Regions from separate parts of the Mus musculus genome. Here region 1 is linked to region 2. Evidence: chromatin contacts called from public ChIA-PET data. All regions are on one chromosome and are shown on one strand. Each heading gives the region's core, a stretch centred on a gene start, on an enhancer-like site or on the middle of the called end of the contact. The rest is flanking DNA. Distances are from core to core; before and after follow the strand shown.

Region 1 (3,943 bases), core at 337-2,836, 270 kb after region 2:
TTCAATACCCAGCAACCACATGGAGGCTCACAACCATCTGTAAAGAGATCGGATGCCCTTTTCTGGTGTGTCTGAAGACTGCGACAGTGTACTCATATAAAGTATACATACAAAATACATATAAAAATAAATCTTTAAAAAATATTGGACAGAAGAACTGTAATTCTGGGATTTGCTTATGAGTTGAGGGTCTAATTCTATAGCCCAAGTTGTCCTGAAACCTGGGATTTGTGATCTTGCCTCAGCCTCTTAAGTGCTGGAATTACTGGCAATGAGCTATAATGCTGGGCTTAGTTTTTTGTTATTTATTTAAAATTTATGCATGTGTGTTTTGCCTGCATGTATTATGTCTGTGCACCACTTGGACGCCTAGTGCCAGAAGAGGGCGTCTGGTTCCTTGGAACCAGAGTTATAGACAGCCATGTTGGTGCTGGAATTGAACCCCGCTAATGTGGAAGAGCTACCAGTGTTCTTAACCTCTGAGCCAGCTCTCTAGTCCCCAGTTCTTTCCAATGAGTTGATTTTCTTTTACTTTCAGGAAATTACTCCTTTCCGTTATATATAATCCATATAATGAAAAGAACCTGCTGGATTGTCCCTCCAACCCTAACTACCCGTGGCCAGCACCCCAGTCCTTAGTTCATCACGTTCAGATTAAGAGCATTCTAACCAGTTACAGTACCCGCCAGACTCTTCCTCTGGTGTCCAGTGCACACAGAATTAGACTAACAAACGCAAAACAGGCACCACCACAATGACGACCACATTACCCATCTTGATGCTAGGCCATCCATCCATCGCTAGATCTGTTCCTACTTAGAATCGCTCTCCACAAAGAGGCCAGCCAGCTTCCTCAATAAGCCAGCCCAATGTAGTTTACACTTTCCTCAGTCCTCCAGCCTTGTATCCGTATTCCCTTCTCCCGTGGCTAAACGCCACCCTCAGGCACCTTCTCCGAGGGTCTTAAATCTACATTGGCGATAAGCAGCTCGTTCCCGCCTCTTTGCTCTCGCCTCACCCAGCACTGCACCAAACAGTTTCTACCCTGTATTAATTCGAATTTTTCCACAGACCTAGGTCTCCGTTTTCCTTTGTCAGTACAGGCCTCACAGAGCCTGGCCAAAGACCGCGGAAGCGCAGTACAAACGCTAGTCAACTTTAATTGAACCGAATCCGGCGGGGTTTGTCGGAATCTGAGGGCGTGGAGGGAGAGAGGGAGGGACAGGGCTGACAAAACCGCAGAACGCAACTGGAAGCCCCAGGTCCCACACAATAGAGACTTCAGGCAAAAACTGCTGAGACCAGAGCCCCGTGCTAAAGCACGGTCAGCGTGGAGATGGCCGCACATCGCCATGGCTCCCTCCAGCCCCAGCCGTTGGTGGGCGTGGCAACCAGTCTCGCGGGAGCGGCGGTTGGGCGGGCCGTTGTCCCCGAGGGCGGGGCGAGTTGCTAAGGAAATGACCGCCCGCAGCGGCTCACCGCGCCAGTAGGGCGGGGCCTGGAGCAGCGCGGTTTCCGCTTCCGCCCTCTCCCCGCTCCTGTCCCGTTACCGCCTCCTAGCCGGCCTCGCGCCTTTCGCCGGCACCTTGCGTCGACTGCGCAGCCGGGCCCGCTCCTTGCCACGCGCGCCCCCAGGGGCCCCGGCTCCGGCGCCGGCAAGGGTCGCGTCCCGCTTACCTGTTCCTCAGGTAGCCAGCCATCCGCCGCCATGGGTGCCTACCTCTCTCAGCCCAACACGGTGAAGTGCTCCGGGGACGGGGTTGGCGCCCCGCGGCTCCCGCTGCCCTACGGCTTCTCCGCCATGCAAGGCTGGCGCGTCTCCATGGAGGTGAGACAGGGCCCCAGCGGCTGGCCACTGCATGGCAGGAACCTGACAGAGAAAGGGAGCGAGGGGGATGGGGTTCTCCTCAAGCAGGGGTCCCTGACGAGAGCCTGCAGCCACGGTGCGGGAGGCGGCGGCGAGCGCGGGATCCGGGCGGAGAGGGAGCGGCTAGAGCTTGGGGACCGCGGCCTGATGGCTAGTGGCTGCGGGAGCCCTGCCATGTGAGAAGAGGCACCTTCCGCCTACTGGCCGCCGTCTCTCCGTACCTTCGCGCCATCCTCTGGTGCCAGCCCAGCCCTCCAGCTTTTCCAGCGGCATGGGGTTGTCAGAGGGAAGAGGGAAGACTCGTTATTTGTTCGCTTATTGGTCGAATAGATGTGAATGACTGGTTCGTTTTTATTCTTGAAATATGTAATGTGGCAGGCCTCTTGGGGCTACAAACTTGATGGCGAAAAGGAGCCCGGGTAATAATGTGCTTTCCATTCTTAACCCTCAGTTGCTTTTAGCCTTAGACACCTCATGTTAATTTCAGAAGCCCCGCTTGACCTTCGAGAATTGTCACTCGTTCGTATTCTTTTCGAAATCTTTTATGATCTTTAGGAAAGGAATCGTGTCTGTCACTAGGCTTGCTTTTATTTTTTATTTTTTGAAATATGCTTGTAATTTTTTTTCTTACTCGATTTCTTTAAAACTTACTGAGTTGTCATTTTCCTCTGCATATAATTTAGTATACTCGATTTTCAGTCTTGTCATCAATCCTTTTTTGTCACCATCTACGAATAACTTTTAAAAAGAAAAGAAAAGTCCACTTTGGATGAAAGGGAAAGCAATCATTTGGATTGACAGTGTTGAGCAAATGGATGTGAAACTACAATGAACAGGGAATAGGTGTCTTTGAGCAATTTTGTGTGAAGTCTAAGGGACTAGTGAAAAGTTCTAATTATGTCTGGAATCGAGGGTTTATCCAGTTAGTAGGTGGGCTACAGGTAACAGCCAAATAGTTTCCCTTGGTGTTTTTTTTTTTTTTTTTTTTTTTTTTTTCTCTCAAATTCCCTCGCTCCTCCCTGTGGTTAGCTCTGGAATGACAGTGTGAACCTAAATGGTTTGTTCTCAGACTCAAAAGCTATTTTCACCAGCTTTTGATTATGGCTCTAGCATTATCTAGATCCAGCAGAATCTAGATAAATAATTTCAGCAAGGAGAGGGTCCTATTCATTTGGCTCAGTGCCCACATTTAATGGCTTGGAAATTGAGGCCTAGAAAGATTAGGGTACTTGTACCTTGATACAAAGAATTGTATTAAGGTGTTCAAGACAATAGGAGCTGTTCTTATATAGGTGTCAAGATGAAGCACAGCTTTCATATTTCTCAGTGGCATGCTGTAGTAATGACTGGGTAAAGTTAGAGATACCTGGGTATAGTATAGCTTCAGAAGGAAAGCCTTGGGGGTGGCTAAGTGCAACTTGCTGTTCTTACAGGGGACCAGAGTGTGATTCTCAGTGCCCACCCATGTCAAGGAGGTTCCAACAACCTGTGGTTCAAAAAAAAAAAAAAAAAAAAAAAAAGCCGGGCGTGGTGGTGCACACCTTTAATCCCAGCACTTGGGAGGCAGAGGCAGGCGGATTTCTGAGTTCGAGGCCAGCCTGGTCTACAGAGTGAGTTCCAGGACAGCCAAGTTCGAGGCCAGCCTGGTCTACAGAGTGAGTTCCAGGACAGCCAAGGCTACAGAGAAACCCTGTCTCGGAAGAAAAAAAAAAAAAACCCGTGGTTGAATCCGGTGCCCTCTTCTGGCCTCTGCTGATAACTAGTTCTTTCAAGTGCAGTGGGGGTTGGGGAGGGTGGTGGTGGAAGAAAAGCCATAAAGTTAGTCTGGCTGGTGTTTGGGTTAGGCTATGGGGTTCTTTTATTCTCATCTCATAGACTTTTCAAGTTTCTTGTTTTTTAATTTCCGTGGAATGAAATGGTTTTTCCACTTTTGGGGGCACTCTTTCTAGTTTTTTTATGAATTGAGCTGAGTGTTTTTAGATCTAGGAATTCTGTGATTTTACTTCTCTGCTAAGCATTTCCCACTGTGTTTTGGTTCCTCCATTGGAGATTAAAAATCTACTTCATTTTGAGTTT
Region 2 (3,975 bases), core at 34-2,533:
ACCAATACTTAAATCTTTTTGATAGTCTCAATCAGAAAGCTCTCCTCAGAACAGTGCATATTCTTACACACACACCCCACACACACAACTTTGGAAATGGAAGGAACCTGCCTATAAAGTGAATTACAGCAAATCTTATAAACTCTGACAAAAGAAACCAAAGGATTCACGTGTCAGGTGACAGCCCGACCTAATGTCATGTCTCATTCTCAAACCAATTCAACGGTTTCACACACCGAGGGCATGAGAGAGAGGTGAGCGGGGATAGTGCATAAGAGGGATAAATCTGCATAAGCAAGAAGCCTGTTCCGGAACTCAGGCAAATCCACAGAAAAGAAAAGTACATAGTTAGCTAGCTTAGAAAGAAAAGACAAGAAAAGGAAATCAAGCAAGCAGGCAGGCAGGCACTCACCAATATTGGCGGGAAAGGGGACTTCATGCACAGCTGGGTCCAGGTTGATTACATACGGTGGACAGCCTTTGTTGTGCAGGTGTCCTGTGAGCCTCTGCAAAAACAAGGAGCCAGGGTTGGAGGGTGATGACCAAAGGATAGGAACGGGCCCCGAGAATTCCCATCCCTTTACTGACCATGCTTATAAAATCTGTAACAATCTCCTTCTTCCCTCAGCGTGTTCAACACTGAAGAGTTTAAAAAGCCATCTAGTTCCAGTACCTGTCTCCCTATTCTCCGTCACGGCTTCGCTAACTCTGCCCCTCCAAGGGTTTTCTTCCTCTGTCTCCTCCACTAAAACACTCACTCCGTGAAAGCAAGAACCCTGTCGATCTCATTGCCGCTGTACTCTCAGAGCTTAGAACGTGGTAGGTCGAACGAAGTGATTCTTTCACAACTCTTCACGCAAACCAGAGTAGTAGACGTTACACTCCCCTACTCTTTAGGCCCGGGCCTTCGGAAAGCTGCCAATTCGCAGCAAGACAAGTTCAGCTGTACCAAGTGTGCATTAAGGTTGCCCAGGAGCCGGCCTCAAGTGACCCAGGCTAGGGTTCGAGGCTTCGGGAAGGAAAGGAGTCAGAGGACAGCTCGAGAAAACCACGCGCCCGGACCCGCAGATTCCCCAGACAACTTCCTCCCTTCTTCCCGGGCCTGAGGCGCCACTACCGCTTCTGCACGGTGCACGTCACCTGTACAAAGGTAGTTTTCCCGGATCCCGCCATTCCCAACACCAACAGACACACGGGGGGCTGAGGAGCCCGGGAAGCCTGGGGTTCGGATGGAGCCACGGGCGCCGCCATCTTTCCTCAGCCACGCCCACCACTCAGGGATCGCCCGGCGGCCTGCGGGCTCTCTGAATTCCGGGCTGCGATTGGTAGGAAAATCCGTCCTCTTGCGTACAGGGCTACGATTGGTCGAACGATCCGGCCTCTCTGAGTTTAGGGTTGCGATTGGCCAGACTATCCAAACCGCTCGAACCTACTGCAGTGGGTGCCTGACCGGCTTTTGGCATCTGACTTGCAGGGGTCACTTTGATGCTATAGTGGCTTTGCACAAGTGAGGGGTAGTGTAGGGAACCAGGAAGGGTTGACAGGAGTGAGATAGGACCCGGAAAGGGTTAAGCTCGTGTCCCCAAGGGAGTAATGAGGTGGGATTCCCAAGCCAGGATCTGTCAGGATCCTATAACAAAGGTGTTGCTCTACCTTTTATTTTATTGTCTAAGAAGAAGAAGAAAAAAATTAAACGTCATTATGTTCTAGAAAATATTAGGTAAAAATTAGCGTAACACTTGAAAGATAGCATGAATACTGTACTTTAACAGAGGAAGATACATTTTCTGGCAATCATTGCCTAATGCAAAGGGGACTAAAGAACCTTACAGCGTTTGTGGCTGAAGTGTGGCTGAATAATTAATACCGGAAGATATGGGTAGAGGAAGGGAGACGAACCTCATGAGGGAAAGCCCTGTATGACAGAGACTGTGACCAATGTCTTATTTGCTCATCTGTATGGCTATTTGTCCAAGGGAAGAAGAAAAGATGGTGAACCAAAGGCTCAAGGGAACCAGAAAACTCCTAAAAAGTCCCCTTTAAGAGTGAGGTAAAGGGCTAGGAGTCAAGGGTGGCCCTGGGTTTTGTTGACATTCTTGGAAAGTGGATAAAACTCTTTTTTTTTTTTTTAAGATTTATTTATTTATTATATGTAAGTACACTGTAGCTGTCTTCCGACACTCCAGAAGAGGGAGTCAGATCTCATTATGGGTGGTTGTGAGCCACCATGTGGTTGCTGGGATTTGAACTCCGGACTTTCGGAAGAGTAGTCGGGTGCTTTTACCCGCTGAGCCATCTCACCAGCCCCCGTGGATAAAACTCTTAAAGAACAAAAAGTTTGTATATATCTATACATAGATATCTCATTTTATTATGACATGTGCAGGCTGTGGAGAGGGCTCAGTTAGTAAGGTGCTTGCTGCACAAACTTAAGGGCCAGAATTCAGACCCCTGCCCTCACATAAAAGCCCAGGCATTGTGGATTGTGCCTATAATCCCAGTGCTAGGGAGCTAGAGATGGGAGAATCCCTGGAGCTCAGTGGCCAGCTAGCTTAGCCAAATTAATGAGCTCCAGGATCAGTGAGCAACGTACCATACCAAATGGATAGTGATTCTCCTTTCCTGACTCAGGCCCTCTCTGGGCACCACTGTCTGGCTTGTGTTACTTTCTGGCAGGGATTCAGGTAACATTATTTTTCTGGCAGTACCCATACAGTTCAGTTAGTTCACTCCCCACCATGTGAGTCTCAGAGATGGAATTCAGGTTGGAAAGATTGGCTGTAAACACCTGTAATTACTGACCCAACTCCTGGCTGTGGCATCAGCAATTTGGCAAGTTGAAGCTTTGTATGGGGAGATTCTCCGATGACCTTGGATCTCCTCCCTACTTTTCTACAAAAGCAGAAGAGGAGGAAGAGGAGGAGGAGGAGAAAAAGAAAAGCAAGCTTTGAAATTGCTACTGTATAAATGACTATCAATCATTTTCCAAGTACAAGAGAAATTCCACCCATTATGTTGGAAATAAAAGCAGGCCCATTGCTGTTTGTTGTTGTTGTTTTTAATGGATTGGAGTAGCAGGAGAAGCTCAAACCTGTGGCTAATTTGTTTTATATAACACCTGTAATCTCAGCACTCAGAAAGCTAAAGCAGTAAGATAGCCAAATCAAGGTCAGTCTGAAAAACAAAAGGTGATGAGAGATTGAACTAAGTCCCAAGGCAGTTCTGTCCACAGCAGATTTGCTCCAGAGACCTGCAGGTCCTGAGTAGTTTGATGTGAGAGAGACGTGCGTTGTACCTGAACCATATTCTGCCTCCTGACTTTTCACAACTCCTTTCTATTTTCCTCCCCAAGAATAGTGATCTAAGGACACAATAGATCTTGACCACACTGTTTAGTCTTCTAAAAATTCAATAGAACACTACAACAAGGATGCCATGCTGGATGCACATAGATTGTTGATATTAACAGGAACTCTCAAGTATGGTTCTGTCTTGGTTAGCTTTTAGTATCAACATGATACAAGGAAGAGTCACCTGTGGAGACAGAGTCTCAACTGAGAGATTCCCCAGGTTAGACTGGTTTGTGGGCGATTATCTTGAATTTGAATCGATGGAGGAGGATGGAAAAGGAACTAGCAAAGAGCATCCCTTTGTAATTTCTGCTCCAGGTTCCTGCATTGACTTCTGGGCTGGTTTGAATAAGAATCCTCCCCCATCTGTCCTCCCTCCCTGCACACCCCATGACTCCTTTATTTGAATCTTTAGTCAAGGGAATGGAACTCTTTGAAAGGATTAGAAGGATTAGGAGGTGTGGCTTTGTTGGAGAGAGAGTGTCACAGGTGGTTGAGGTTTTCAAAAGCTCACAGCAGGCTCTCTCTGTCTCTCTCTCTGAGTCAGGTTGTGGTACTGCTCCAATGCTATGCAAGCTGTCATGATGACAGTGGACTAAACCTCTGAAACTGTACACAAGCCCTC

The links. ChIA-PET counts read pairs in DNA pulled down with a chosen protein or histone mark.
Region 1: an RNA polymerase II ChIA-PET map of effector CD8 T cells shows a contact between it and region 2, with 44 read pairs. The contact joins the promoter of Ppm1g here to the promoter of Gpn1 in region 2. A contact is called at or near these places in 11 of 39 promoter capture datasets (the 3T3-L1 cell line, cranial neural crest, embryonic stem cells and 5 more), 1 of 484 Hi-C or Micro-C datasets (Sertoli cells), 6 of 115 datasets of contacts at active chromatin or transcription factors (the 230-238 cell line, the SCID.adh cell line, bone marrow-derived macrophages and 2 more) and 2 of 9 other capture datasets (adipose tissue and liver).

Annotation. Positions count from the first base shown.
Region 1 is chr5:31,218,188-31,222,130 of GRCm38.p6, reverse strand. Ppm1g (protein phosphatase 1G (formerly 2C), magnesium-dependent, gamma isoform) reads left to right here and starts at 1,586. Exons shown (of 10, transcript NM_008014.3): 1 at 1,586-1,828. The coding sequence starts at 1,709.
Region 2 is chr5:31,492,049-31,496,023 of GRCm38.p6, reverse strand. It overlaps Gpn1 (GPN-loop GTPase 1), which reads right to left and starts at 1,283. Exons shown (of 14, transcript NM_133756.5): 1 at 1,141-1,283; 2 at 413-506. The coding sequence starts at 1,251.